Linked DNA regions of Macaca mulatta: region 2 is linked to region 1. The links are chromatin contacts, called in public Hi-C maps. All regions are on one chromosome and are shown on one strand. The core of a region is the stretch at or near the end of the contact, and the rest is flanking DNA. Distances in the headings are between cores, read along the strand shown.

The links. Hi-C and Micro-C count contacts between places; a contact is called where the count stands out from the background.
Region 2: a Hi-C map of fetal cortex germinal zone shows a contact between it and region 1, with 2.3 times the contacts expected there. The contact joins the promoter of SFXN5 here to the enhancer-like site in region 1. A contact is called at or near these places in 8 of 14 Hi-C or Micro-C datasets (CD4 T cells, blood, cortical neurons and 4 more).

Annotation. Positions count from the first base shown.
Region 1 is chr13:51,563,225-51,570,174 of T2T-MMU8v2.0, reverse strand. No RefSeq gene overlaps it. Among named protein-coding and RNA genes, the nearest start is that of NOTO, 33 kb to the right of the region's middle. Within about 2 kb of position 4,639, at least 2 of the 40 cell types and tissues checked have an H3K27ac peak or open chromatin away from gene starts, as enhancers often do. A contact at or near this core is called in fetal cortex germinal zone, where this site is marked.
Region 2 is chr13:51,664,379-51,671,367 of T2T-MMU8v2.0, reverse strand. SFXN5 (sideroflexin 5) reads right to left here and starts at 3,478. Exons shown (of 12, transcript XM_077959379.1): 1 at 3,370-3,478. RAB11FIP5 (RAB11 family interacting protein 5) reads right to left here. Exons shown (of 7, transcript XM_028832377.2): 7 at 5,105-6,989.

The DNA.
Region 1 (6,950 bases), core at 3,390-5,889:
CAGCAGCCCCGGCCTGGCATGAGGAAGCCTCCAGGACTGGAAGGCGAGAGGCGAGGATGCTTAGCAACACTTGGAGTTAATTATTTAATTGGGTGAAACATCCATTAGGGAGGATTCTCACTTCCCAGACAGCCTGTGAGTAAACATGTCGAGAAGAGAAGAGTGAGGTGTTGGCGAAAGCTGCCATTCACCCTGGCTCCTCCCCTGCCCCCCTACTCCCCAGCTGGGGAAAGGGACCCCGAAGGATTTTGCCCAGATGTTTCTTCAGGCTGGGCCAGGACAAAATGGCCAGGGAGGCCGCAGGGGAGACAGACTGTGTCCACAAGGAAGGAAGACGTGGCTCAAGGCCCGGAGCTCCACTTGTAGCAGATAGGAGGAACCACACTGTCAGGAAAACCCAGCTCACCAGGTAGCTCACGCGAGAGGTGATTTCATTTGAGAACCCAGTTACAACAGTGTTGGAAAAGCCGAAACCAGGGGAGGGTGAGGCAACTCGAAGATTAGCAATTTCAGGAAAGGGCTATTACCCATAGATCTAGACAGTCAGAGCAGGGAGATAGTATTTACGTGACTCCAGGAGCTGGGGTGCCAGGGCAGAGCTTTAACTGTGGAGGGGCCAATGGCTGGGAGCTGGGAGGCTGTGGTGCGGGTGTTGCCTGGCAGAAGCTGGCTCCACAAAATAGATGCCACTGGAAGCAGAGAGAGGACAAGAAATACTCTGGCATTCCCCTTATCTCACCCTCCAGTTTATCACCAGTGTATTGCGTTGGTTGAACCCAACAAGAAACCAGTGGACAAGGCACTGTGCATGTGGACAAGGGAAATGTAATTTGCAGGAGTCAGCTTCCTGCATACAAGACAAAGCAGGGCAAGGGAAGGGAATGAACGATGCACAAAGAGGCAAATGTCCAGCATGTGCTTGGGCAGCTCAGAGGCCAGCCATGGTGCCAGGTCAGCTGGTATGAGGCATGAGGATTTCTTAGGGAGAGGGGGACCTACGCTAGGTACTGTGCTGTGGGGGTGCAGGAGAAAGAGATGGTTTAGTTTATTCCTGTGCCTGTAAGGATTTATGTAGAAAGCCCCTCTGAACATTTTTAACCAAAGAGAGATTTTTTTTTTTTGAGACAGGCTAGAGTGCAGTGGCATGATCATAGCTCACTGCAACCTCAATCTCCTGGGCTCAAGCCATCCTCCCACCTCAGTCTCCCAAGAAGCTGGGACTATAGACACACACCACCACGCCCAGCTGATTTTTTTTTTTTTTTTTCAGACAGGCTAGAGTGCAGTGGCATGATCATAGCTCACTGCAGCCTCAATCTCCTGGACTCAAGCCATTCTCCCACCTCAGCCTCCAAAAAAGCTGAGACTATAGGCCCACACTACCACACCCCGCTAATTTTTTTTTTTTTTTTTTTGAGACAGAGTCTCGCTCTGTCACCAGGCTGGAGTACAATGGCGCGATCTTAGCTCACTGCAACCTCTGCCTCCAGGGTTCAAGCGATTCTCCTGCCTCAGCCTCCTGAGTAGCTGGGACTACAGGCACGTGCCACCATGCCCAGCTAATTTTTGTATTTTTAGTAGAGACGAGGTTTCACCATGTTGGCCAGGATGGTCTCTATCTCTTGACCTCGCAATCTGCCCGCCTCGGCCTCCCAAAGTGCTGGGATTACAGGCGTGAGCCACCGTGCCCGACCCCTGCTAATTTTTTTAACTTATTTTTTGTAGAGATGGGGGGTCTTGCTGTATTGCCCAGACTGGTCTCAAACTTCTGGGCTCAAGTGATCCTCCTACCTCAGCCTCCCAAAATGCGGGATTCCAGGCATGATCCACTGCACCCAGCCACCAAAGAGAGACTTAATAGAGAATTCGATACTTTCGAAATTGTTGGAAAAGCCAGAATGGTGGGTTCTAACCTGAACATCCAGGAAGGAATTCCAAAATTCTGAACTAACTCCCAGTGGCACTACAACCTCTGAGACCACCCCTTGAATTGAGTTTGAAACCACTGTAGCTGCAATACAAAGATCAAGAAACCCAGAATCAGCTGGACACAGTGGCTTATACCTGTAATCTGAAGTTGGAGGCTGAGACCCCATCTCTACAGAAAATGTAAAAATTAGCTGGGCATGGTGGCACCTGTAGTCCCAGCTACTTAAGAAGCTGAGTTGGGAGGATCGCTTGAACCCAGGAGATTGAGGCTGCAGTGAGTCATGATTGCACCACTGCACTCCAGCCTGGGCGACAGAGTGAGACTCTATCTCTCAAGAAAAAAGCAAAGAAAAGAAAAGAAGAAAGGAAAAGGAAAGGGAAGGAAGGAAGGAAAGAAGGCAGGAAGGCAGGAAGGAAGGAAGGAAGGGGAAGGGAGGGGAGGGGAGGGAAGAAAAAGGAAGGAAGGGAAGGGACAGGAAGGGAAGGAAGGAAGGAAGGAGGGAGGGAAGGAAGGAAGGAAGGAAGGAAGGAAGGAAGGAAGGAAGGAAGGAAGGAAGGAAGGAAGGAAGAAAGAAAGGAAGGAAGGAAGGAAGGAAGGCAGGCAGGCACGCAGGCCGGCCGGCCAGAATCAAGCCATTACTGAAACCAGAATAACAGCTTTTGCCTCTTGACACCCAGAAGCTAGAAGATGGACAATGGTAATCTGGTGCAGAAAAAGGTAATCGTGTTTCTACTATCTTGCTAGCCATTAGAAACCCAGGGCAGGAAAGAGTCTCATGTCCACCTTCCCAGTTTCAGGAGTCTAACTGATCAGTATTACCCAATTCACTTCCAGAAGCCTAGCTGCAAGGGAATCTGGGAGATGCAGCTCTTAATTTTCCAGCCTCTCCAGACAAAAGGAGGGTGGCATGGGAGGCTGAGGGAGCCTGTCCTAAGTGCCCACCACACCACTCTTGGGAAATTGCTATCAGGTGGAGGAAACAGTGTAAGAATGCAGGCTACACCGTGTGACCAGGACTCCAAAGGCTATGGAAGTTCTAGGAGGGCAGCTGTTCCAACTGACTGTGGCATTCTGAAGCTTCCCGGAGGCTTCCCAGAGCACAAGCTAACAGGTATGCACATTCAGGTGGGCCAGTCCGGGGTCAGGGCTTTACTTGTACCAGCTTGATTGGTCTTCTCACTCACCTCACAAGACAGGCCCCACTACAATCCCATTTACCCACAGGGAAACTAAAGCTCAAGGAGGTTAAATCACCCACCCAAGAGCACATCCGACAAAAGGCAGAGCAGTGTTCTTTGGCTGGGTGTGAAGAGATGGGTGGAAAGAGAGGAGATAGGAGGCAGGAGGGAGCTGAAGACCCTCCAGGTGAGGGCCCAGTATGAGCAGAGGCAGCGGGAGGATGAGAGTGGTGAACAGGGCACTCGATGAGCAGGAGGTCTGGTGGGGAGTGGGCAAGCTGAGGAACAGGGCAGACAAGGTGGGAGGCCATGCTCAGGCGGGGACTTCCTGCTGCACACACCATAAAGGGTGGTAACGGGGCCCCGAGGGAAGGGCAGCTGCAGGGGCTTGACCCAGGCAGGAGCTCATGGGGACAGGGCAGGGACTGGGAGGCCACACTGCTGAGGGAAAAAGTAGGGCCAGGACCCAAGCAGGAGGTTGAGGCCAGGTAAGCACCGTAACAGCGGGGAGCCTCACCCAAGTGGGAGCTGTTTTTTCCACCACCAAGTAAACATCATCTCTAGGCTGAAGGATGGGTACCTCCAAGGGGAAACCACCATGCTGACAGCTGTTCAGGCACTGGGGCTCCTGCCTATGGCACCCACAACCCCAGCGTCTAGCCCTAGTCAGCTGGGACCCTTCTCAGGGTCTCAGAAACCTCTCTCTTCACTTGAGAAAGGCTTCAACCCTCCTTCAGAAGGCCTCATTATGTTACCTCCAACAGGCTTTGAGGCTGCCCCTTAGCTGCTGGAGCCAGGTCAGCTGCATGGGTGTGTGGCCTGCTTGGTGTCATAATGTTCTGCCACAACTATCTCGAAATTCTCCATGATTTTTGGGCAAATTTCCCTGCATTTCATTTTGCACTGGGTCCTGCAAATTATGCAGTGAGTCCTGCCTGGGACAAAGGATAATTTAAGAAAGTTTTCCATGACTCCTAGGGACAGGGGGCGCTCCACATGGACCTTTCATGGAGGGTGGATTGAAGGACATGAAAGGCATTTCTTGTCCTTCCATCCCCGCTTCTCCGAGCCCCACATACACCGGGCATGTTCCTTTATAAACCTGCCATTCTCCAGCTCCTGCACCCAGGCCTGTTCTAAGCCCTGAGAAGCAGTGTGTGTGTCATCTGTTTAGTGCACGTTGACCATGCACACAGTAGGGGCTCCATGGGGCATGCTGACCCCAACCCGAAGGCCAGGCTGGGTGGAAAGACTGATGGCCTCCGCAAGGGTCCCCTTCTGCAGCCTGGGCAGGAATGGAGGAGAGGAGAGAAGGGAGGGAGACTGTGCCTGTGGGTGTGTGTGTGTGTGTGTGTGTGTGTGTGTGTGTGTGTGTGACCGAGGAAGGGAGGGGGCGCATAAAACAGAAACAAATAAAGAGTTCAAATGTGAAACGATTAAAAAAATAAATCGAAGGGAGTGAGATAAGGCAGTGGAGCCTCTGCTCCCTAGTTAACATTCATTGGATTGAATAATCAGGCTTCATTATCTCAAATTGTCTGCATATTTGCCCTCAAAATGCTAATTTACAGTTGGCTGGGAGCAGTCTCAGCCTATTTTGACTAAAATATTATTTCACTTTATTGAGCATTGTTTTTAGCTGTCGGGCATCTTGGTTTGCGAGGGGAAGGAGGGGAAGAACTAGAGGGAGAGAGGAAAACATTTTCTATCAAAGCTCTGCCCCGCTCAAGTCTGATTATGGGCTCCCTGTTTTGCGTAGAAATGGCATTTCTAAGCCTCCAAGTAAAATTAGAGTCTTTATCATTTTCTTTTAGGGGATAGACAGTTTATCATTAATCTCGGAGAAGGAAATAGGAGAAATGATTTTTTTTGTTTTACCGAAAGGGTGAAAAATCTTGCTCATCACTTCCCCCTCCCTTCTGGGTGTGGAGGCATCAGCTACCTCCTCCTCCTCCACTTTCTCTGTGACCTGTAAAGGCTGGAATTCTCTGCCTTTTGCCCTTGTCTGTCCTCCAGGCCCTAGTGACCAAAAAAAAAAAAGGTCCTTTGCTACTTGCATCAGCTCTGGAGTTTTGGCTGAGTTTCCCAGAATCTCAGCCCTGGGAATCTAAAGATGCGGGCTCCTATTTTTTTTTTTAAGAGATGGGGGTCTCACTATGTTGCCTAGGCTGATCTTGAACTCCTGATCTCAAGCGATCCTCTTGTATCAGCCTCCCAAAGTGCTGGGATTACAGGTGTGAGTCACCATGCCCAGCCAGGCTCTTAATTTGATTAGTTAAGAAAGACATTGAGTTAAGAAAGACACAGCCCTCCTTGGAGCTAAAAGTCCACAGTAACCAAGCATCTTTGTTCACACCTGAGCATGGTGTTTCAGAGAGTAATGTGTCGGCCCCGAGCTGGGTTTTTGGTCTGAGGATGGACCACACTGAGTTGTCCACACCCTCTACCCCCCCACCCAGCTTCCCTTGGGAATGGGGACAGGAGCTGGTGAAAGGCCAGCCTGGGTCTGTCCTAGTCAAAGGTAAAAGAGACTTAAATTCATTTTATTCCAACCCTCTTAGGTGACAAAACTGAAGCCAGAAAGTAGTAGTTGGAGGTTACGAATCTAGCTGGTACGTTGCTGCTGCTACTCGGGAGCTTCTCTCTTCTCCTCTTTCAAGCTTCTTTCTGAACACTCTTTCTGGTCTACCCGCCCTCTTCTGTTTTGTCTTATCTTCTTGGTCATCATTATAGTCCTGCTGTAACTGATGAGTGGCCATTCTAGCACTCTGTGGAGCAGGAAGGTTGTGGCTTGCTGGTGCCATCTGCCCTGACTTTGCTGTCAAGACCAGTCCAGGACCCAGGAGACAGGATGCCCAGCCAACAGGCCTCCAGCTATCCTGCTGCACAGCCAGTCCCTTCTGGTCAAGCCTTCTCTCTCCTCCAAGTCGTGGGACCATGTCTCCTTCTCAGCCCCCCAGTCCTCTGCCAGCCCCAGATATAGTAGAAGATCACAGGTTCCCAGGCCAATATCCAGGGTCACCATGTACAGTTGGGCCCCTGTAAGAGGGCACCCAGCCAGGGGGGCAACAGGACTGAGGTCCAGCTCCTGTTCCCCTCACCAAGTCCTGTGCCCTGGCATGGAGCTGCCTCTGTCCAGCAGGGTGCCATATGGAGTAGCCTGACCAGCTCACTTCTTTTCCCCACCTACCCCAACCATCTGAGTTCAGCCTTCCCCCAGGGCTCCTCTCCTTCTGAACTGTCCTGAGCCTGAATATGTTGTCAGGATTGAGACCCAGACTTGACATGTCCATCCTTATCCCCTGCCTGGGATCTGTGTTGTGCATGCAGCCTTGCCATCTGTATTCAACAGGATTGGAGGCTTCCAGGCACTGGCCTTTGTCTACCTATTGTAGCCAGCACCTGTCCCTGCCTGGGTCTCCATGCCCCCGGGCATAGCAATTACTGTGGTCCCTCAGCTTCCTGACGTCCTGAGACAGTGGACTTCCCAGACCTTCCCTACTTGCCTCTAAGGGGCAGCCTCTGCCAGCACAGAGTCACTGGTAGGGGGATTTCACCAGGCATTTTATGGCATTATGATGCAGCCTGCAGGCACCCCAGCCCCATACATGCACACAGAGCAGACGTTGCATGCATACATCGCAGCCACCACCACAAACACTCTGCAGACATGCCCCACAGATACCACTTACCCTCACCCTTAGCAAACACTACAAAAATGCAGACACAGCCCAGGAGAAAATACATACACACCAACACTCAGCAGACACACACACCCGCCAACACCTCCATAAACCTACACTCATATCCAACAGAATTCACACACACCACTCACATGCACA
Region 2 (6,989 bases), core at 2,229-4,728, 100 kb before region 1:
GAATGAATCCTGGATTATCAACTACTTTGAAGCAGGCTTCTGTCAGGCCAGCACAAGGTACTATAAGCATATATTACACAATTATTACATGCCAGAGCAGGACACAGAGATGTGGGCTGGGCCCTAAAGGAGCTCATCAACCCAGTATATACATGGCCAATCTTTGTGTCTTTAGACTCACCTCCTTAAAGACACCCCAACTCTGGAATATCTCAGCACTGATTAATCTTACACTGTCAAACATGCCCCCACTTGGTTGCAATTTTATAAGATCCCTAAGGGACAATTTGGAGAAAAGTTGGTCCACCTTTCCAATCACAACCTTACAAGTCAATTTAATTCAAGTCCACAAAGCCCTACTGAATTGTCTCCAGGATATTCATGTATACAACAAACCTTCATTAAGTACCTCTTAACTACCAGGCACTGTGATGAGCCTTGGAGGGTCAACAGGGAGTGAAGGCAGGCACAGCCTCCACTTCCACAAAGTCCACAGTTGAAAGGGAAACACAGATGGCAAAGAAATACTCATCACAAATCAATGTATACACTGAGATAGGTGTTTGCAGTAAGGAAACAGTCAAAAATTCAACCTGGGAGTGGCAGGAGGCTTCTCCAAGAAAGTGATGCTTCATGGATACACCAGGGATGAGGAAGAGTGGGAACAAGAGTTGCGGGCAGAGGAAGAGGTGATGTTCCAAGCAGATGGCCCAGTGGTGGGAGGGAACATGGTGGGTTCAGAGGCTGAAAAGCAGCCAGTGTGATGTGAAGGAGGGTGCGAGGTGTGGGTGGTTGGGTGGTGGGATTCAAGGAAGTAGTAGTCAGTGGGGTGGGCCATGTATACTTTGGGGGCCCCTTCAGAAGTTAGGTCTTTATCTCAGAAGCAGGGGAAGCCATTGGAGGGTATTTAAATGTGCAAGGGTGTGGGGAGTCCCTTGATCAGATCTGTATCGTGGGGACTCTGCCTTGCAGAAGGAGGAAGGACTGGAAGAGGGACAGAGTGGAAGCAGGGAGACATGTTGTGACGCTACTGCAGTGACCCAGGAAGTAGACGATGGGGGCTTGGTTTAGGATTCTGGCAGTAGAGATGGGTGGACTTGAGAGCTGTGTAAGAGGCAAGATCACTGGGCCTCTGGTTGCACTTAAAGGGTGAGGGAGAAGAAGGAAAGAACAGGCAGCTCCCAGGCTTCTGGCTGCACTGATTGGGTGACAAGTTGGGCTGCTTGCAGAGCCAGGGAGCCATGCGGCAGGAGCAGGTGTGGACTAGAGAGAAGATCCTTAACATGGATGAATCAGATGCAACATGCTTTATGCAGGTTACTATGCTGGGGAGGGGAGCTTCAAAAGTGGATACAACAAACACTAAATTTTACTGCCTGCAGGAGCAGTGCCAGGAAGAAGTACCATAATGGCTGCAGGAATAGGGTAGCCTCAAATGTTTATCTATTGCTCTAGAGCAGTGCTCACAGTAAAGGGCTCAGTCATATAAGCTACTAAGACATATTTGATAAACGTCCGTTGGGTAACTGAATGTCCCAAGTGCCACATACAGATAACAGACACCAAGGAAAAAAAAAAAACCACACAAATCTTTTACTCGGCACATTACTATATGCCTAACTTGTCTCTATCAGGGCAAGACAGAGACAGAGAAGGCCAAGTTCAGCCCCTTCTCGCAAAAGGACTGCAGGGGATTTGAGGAAACCAAGTCATCACACAGCAAACATTTAGAAGACCACAGGGCACTGTATGGAGAGCTATGAGGATTCGACTCAGGTGGCCAAAGAGGTGTGCGGGAGGGAGTCTGCAATCTCATGGGACCAGAGGGAAAAAGGGACCAGAGACATAGGGAGCAAGTGTTTGCCTGAGAGGCAGGCCCGACTGAGCCTGTAAGGATGAGCAGAATGGGGGTGGGAGCGGTGATAGGCAATGTAATAAGGTCACTCAAGTCCAAGCAGGGACACCCCGACAATCTCACCCTAGATGGCCTCCTACACTGGAAGGAAGATGTCAGTCTCACCTCGGATACCTACATGCTGAGATGGCCTACTTTTAAAAGGAATTAAAGTCCTGTTAAGAAACACTGGGGACATTTTTTTCAGACGGCTCAGGAGCCAAGTTCCCTAATTATCAGCAAAGCTCGGGGTCCCCCTTTGCTGGAACCAATCCCCCTTCCACCACCACAACAAAAAAAATTAAAAAAAAAAAAAAAAAAAGCCACCGCACCGACCTTTGTACAATTTCCTTTCTTCCTGCAAAGTTCTTTTCTGGCCGCCTCGGCTGCCGCCCACCCCCGGCAAGCCCCGGTTCACTTCAGCGGTCTCTCTGCCCGTTTCCCAATAAATTCCGTCTCCTCGGTGCAGGAGGCACGGGAGCCCGAGGGTCTGCGGCGCGGGAGCGGCCCCTCCCCGGCTCCGGTCTCCGGGCCCAGCCAGGCGCCCGGGCTCCGCGTTGCACCCCTGCCTCCGCAGTCCAGGGCCGAGTCGGCGACGCCCCAGCGGGGGTCCCGGAGGGAAAGGACCCCTGTCGCCGTGCCCCGAAGAGCCCGAGCGGGTGTGCCCAGAGCCAGTGCCCGGCGACGCAGGGGCCCAGGCGCGGGAGACCCTCCGCAGAGGAAGCAGCGAGGGAGAGGCTGGGGGGGTTCCTGGGCGACAGCCCCTCGGAGGGACGACGGCCCCAGGGGATGACACAGCGTTTCCCTCACACGCCCTGGCTACATCCCCGCAGGGCATCGGCCGGCTTGCTGCGCCAGCGAATCCTCAACCCAAGAAGGGGAGCAGGGACAGGGGACGCCAGACCGCCGCTCGCCTCGGCACTCGCCCCCCCAACCTGCCGCGCGCGCCGGGCCCGGCTTGGGGGCCAGGGCTGGGGAGTGACCGCTGGGCGCGACGCTGCCCGGCGGTTCCGCCAGCAGCTCGAAAGGAACGTCAGTCCCCACCAGGGGAAAAAGTTAGAAGGCATCCCGGCCACGCCAACTTCCCTTCCAGGGCCGGACTAGAACTTTGCGCCCGGGGCGGGCGGCTGCACAACCCGGAGCGACCCTGAGCAGCCGCTCGAAGCCGGGCGCTCCGGACCTTGACCGCAGCCAGCGGTGGCCAATCACAGGGCGCCGCGGGCGGGAAAGGCTAGAGGGCGCGGACAGCCGGGGAGTGACGGCGCCAAGGACCAATGGGAAGCCACGGTGAGAGTCCGTGCCCGCCCCGCTGACCAATGGGAAAAGGGTGGCTGTGGCCGAAGTCCCCCCCGGGCTAGCTGCAGGCTCCGCTGGCCGCCGGTGGGAGACCCTCGGGCGGAAGGGGACTTTGGAGGGGAGTTTGCTGGTCGTCTCTCTGCCACCCGCCGGCCCGCAGACCACAGCCCGGTCCTCACCTGCTGGAAGCGGGGTTTGCCCAGTTGGAAAGGAGGTGCATCGCTCGAGGCGTTAGCGGCACTAGCCGCCGCCGCCGATGCTGTAGTCGCTGTATCCGCCATGGCCACTGACGCCCGCAATCTCCGGCCCTTTTAAAATGTCCCTCCTCGGCCCCCGCCACAGCTGCCTCTCCCGATTGGCCCTAAGCAACCGCAGCGAGCGGGAGGCGCAAGGGGTTGTGGGGAGTGTAGTTTTTCGCGTCCCGACGCTTGCAACGCTAGACTGCAGAGAGTTACGGCCGTCCAGGGAGGTCTAGGTGCCCGCTGTCCGCGTTGCAAGGCGCAAGGTCGGCAGCCCAGGAAGGGTGTTCCTGTACGACGACCACGGGCGACCCCTCGCTGCTTACTTGCCCCCAGAAGTTAGAGTGGCTGCCGTGGGCGTCGCTCCTGGGGCCAGGCAGCCCAGAAGGGTCCCATTCAAGTGGGCCCGACTTGGGACCAGATGGGCAAAGACTCCAGGCGGAGTAGGGTTAACCTCGGAAGGCTTTCTGCAAGGAGTTGCACTGCGGAACCTTCTCGTCGTTTCCTCCGTCGCCACCCTGCCCACTCGTCCTGTGCTCTCCCGCTGTCCTGACACTCAGTTCCTGGAGCATGCTGGGGCCTGCCCACCCCGCGACCCCTGAACATTCTGTACCGAGAAGACTAAATCTTCGCCTGATGCTGGCTCTCTTTCTGGCTTTAGCCTAAACATTGCATTTCCCAGTCCATCACTCTGCTTCCACAAAATCCCATGGAGGCTCCGTGGCACCCAGCACTTCTCTTTTGCACTCACAATTACTTACTGTTCTGGATAGTCTTTCTTACTGTAAGGTTCACAGGGCAGGGGCTATGACTTTTTGATTCACTTCAGTTTTCTGAGCCAGACGTAAGAGGGCTCACAGTAGAGACTCAAAAGTGTTGGCTGTGAGTTCATCAGTGGGGGATTAAGAGCCCTGACAGCCTTCACCTTGTCTGGCCAACCAAGGAAGATCCCTCCTGGGCCTAATTCCCGGGCAGGAGAAGAACCTGGGACTAGGGCGGGTGGGGAGGGCGTTAGGTAAGGGGGAGTATTACAGATTGTGGAGTAAGCACCAGCATGGATAATGAACACACACAGTTGTAGAATGGATTAGCTGGAGATTCCCAGCTGAATTACCTGGTCAGTGAGCCAGACTTGGGGAGTGGAGAAGCTGCCTCTTTTGCCCAAGATGACAGTAGAAATATTTGGTCTTCTAGGGAACCCCACTTGGGGTCTCATTAGTCTCATGGTGGACTGCAGGGTTGGCTCATGTCTGCCAGTGTTTCTGGACACTACACGGGCTGTGGCAGTCAAAGTTTTTCATCCCCTAGTAGTTGAACCACAAGAAATACTTTTCATAAAGCTGGAGGGAGATTTTAGCTAGCCATGAAGAACAATTTGTATCTTGGATTTGTATCTTATCTTCCCCTGCTAGACCATGCAATTTGAGAATAGGAATCTATTTCTTACCCTCTGTATTACCAATAAATGGGCCCATCTTAGGTGCACAATAAATGTGGGTATCCTGGGAGTCAGAAAATACTAAGTTCAGGCTACTGGGCAACATTGTGTTACTGCCCTGATGTCAGGGCAGGGACAGGGCCATCCAAGAATCCCATCACCCTGATTTAAGGTGCCTTCTCCCACAGCAGCCTCCTGTACCTGTTCATTCCAAAACAGGAACACAACAGAGCCACCTGCAGTACATGAATGTTTTATTCTTCATAAAGTGCTTAAAACATGAAGAACAAGCTCTTTATAAAGAGCCTTACAACTAGGAAGACAAACAGCAAAGCAGAACCATTCCTGCTCCCTGCCCAACCCACCTGCAACTCTCCTCCAAGTGTGGCTAGGAGAAGAAACATCAACAAGGACCCTGGGCTTCAATTCAACAACTCCTCTGAAGCCATCCATGCCCTGGGCATTAGGGAGGCCCACAATCAAAGGTCAGGGTCTGGGCTGGGACTGAATAAAGCCCAGAGGAATCCCCAGTAGGGGGGGTGACTCCCTGCTCTCAGAAAAGGTACTTACTTCTCTAATACCCAATGACCCCCAAAAGCATGACTGAAACCCTGGGGACCAGTGGACACTTTTCTCAGCTTTGATGAGTGGAGTTTAAGGTAGATAACGTTACAGGCGCTTTCCTCCATGTGTAGCGCTCCTCTGCTCCATCCTGGCGGCAGACAGACATCACCCAGAGGGCACGTGTCTGCCTGAGGCCTTCCAAAAGCAAGCCCACAGGCCCTCTCCTGAAGAAGTGGTGGTCCCAGAGGAGCTCTTGCCTCCTTACTAAGCCATAAGTATCCTCCTTCAGCACCTCGTCACCCCCCATTTTTGCTAATTCAGGGTGCCCCAAGCTGCCAAAGTTCCCTGCAGATGCCTTGAGGAATCCTACCACGTTTTCTGCGAGCAAACCAGGGGCTGGGCCAAATGACAGACACTTCATTTCAAAGTGCACTGCAGGCAAGCCCCTGGGGCAGAAGGGACAGGCTGAGACAGTAGCTTAGTGGATGGATGGGAGGGCAACAAAGGCTTTTTCCTAAGTATAGGTGTCTCCCACAGGCATAGTGGGACCTCCCACTTCCAGGCAAGCTGACTGGTCTAGCATGGCTAAGTCCTGAGGCCAAACAGAATGAGAGTGAGCAGGGCAGCCCCAAGCCTGCCTGCCTGCCCGCCTGCCCAGCAGTGTTTATCCTGGGATCCTCCTATTGGGGTTGAAGGAGGAGAAGACAGCAGGAAGTTTGAGGGAGCAGCAACTTGGCCAGATCAAGAGATTAACTCCAGGGGAGGGGAAGAGCACACAGTAGGGCTGCCCATTCCCATTCCCAGGGCCCTGAGAGAGCCATCCCTATGTACTCAACAGGTGGGAGGGGGACGCCACACAGCGGGAGAGGTCGACATCCAGGGGCTCTTGACCCCGCACACAAAAGGCACATTTTAATTGGTTTCCAAAAGTTCAAACCCTGCAGTAACACAGAGTTTTGGCATCTGGACAGGCAACAAGAATAGACATGGAGGCTTGATCCCCAAAACATAAGCAGCCCCAAGGCCCAGCCTGGAGGGGTCTACACATTGGAGGTGGTCAAGAGCTCAAAAAGCAAAAAGGTATTCTCCCCGCACCCGCCCCTGCACCCCACACTTTCCCATGTGACACTTGTGGAAAGGTCAGAGGAGGCAGGGAGCAGCCTGAAGCACACACATCATCCACCTCTGTCCACACGGCACTCGCCCCACAAACAGCGCCAGACTGAAACAGACTCAGGACATGGCAGAGACTGACCCAGACCACACAGGCTCCTTGCTCTCAGGAGAATGGGTGTGAGGCTGAAGAGCAGGCACCCTGGTTGCCCATAACTCACAGATAAACAGGCAGCGTGGTCGCTGTCCCAGGAATACTAGAAGCCCCTCCAGGGATTGGAGGGAAGTGAAGGGGATGGGGCTTTGGCTGTGGGAAGAAATGGCTGACCATCCTTGGGGGGTAATAAAGTATGTGCTAGCAACCAGTCTTGTCCCAGATTACCGCATCAAGCTACAGCTCACCCCTGCTCTGTCTTGGGGGAAGAGTTCCAATTCCCTGGGGCCC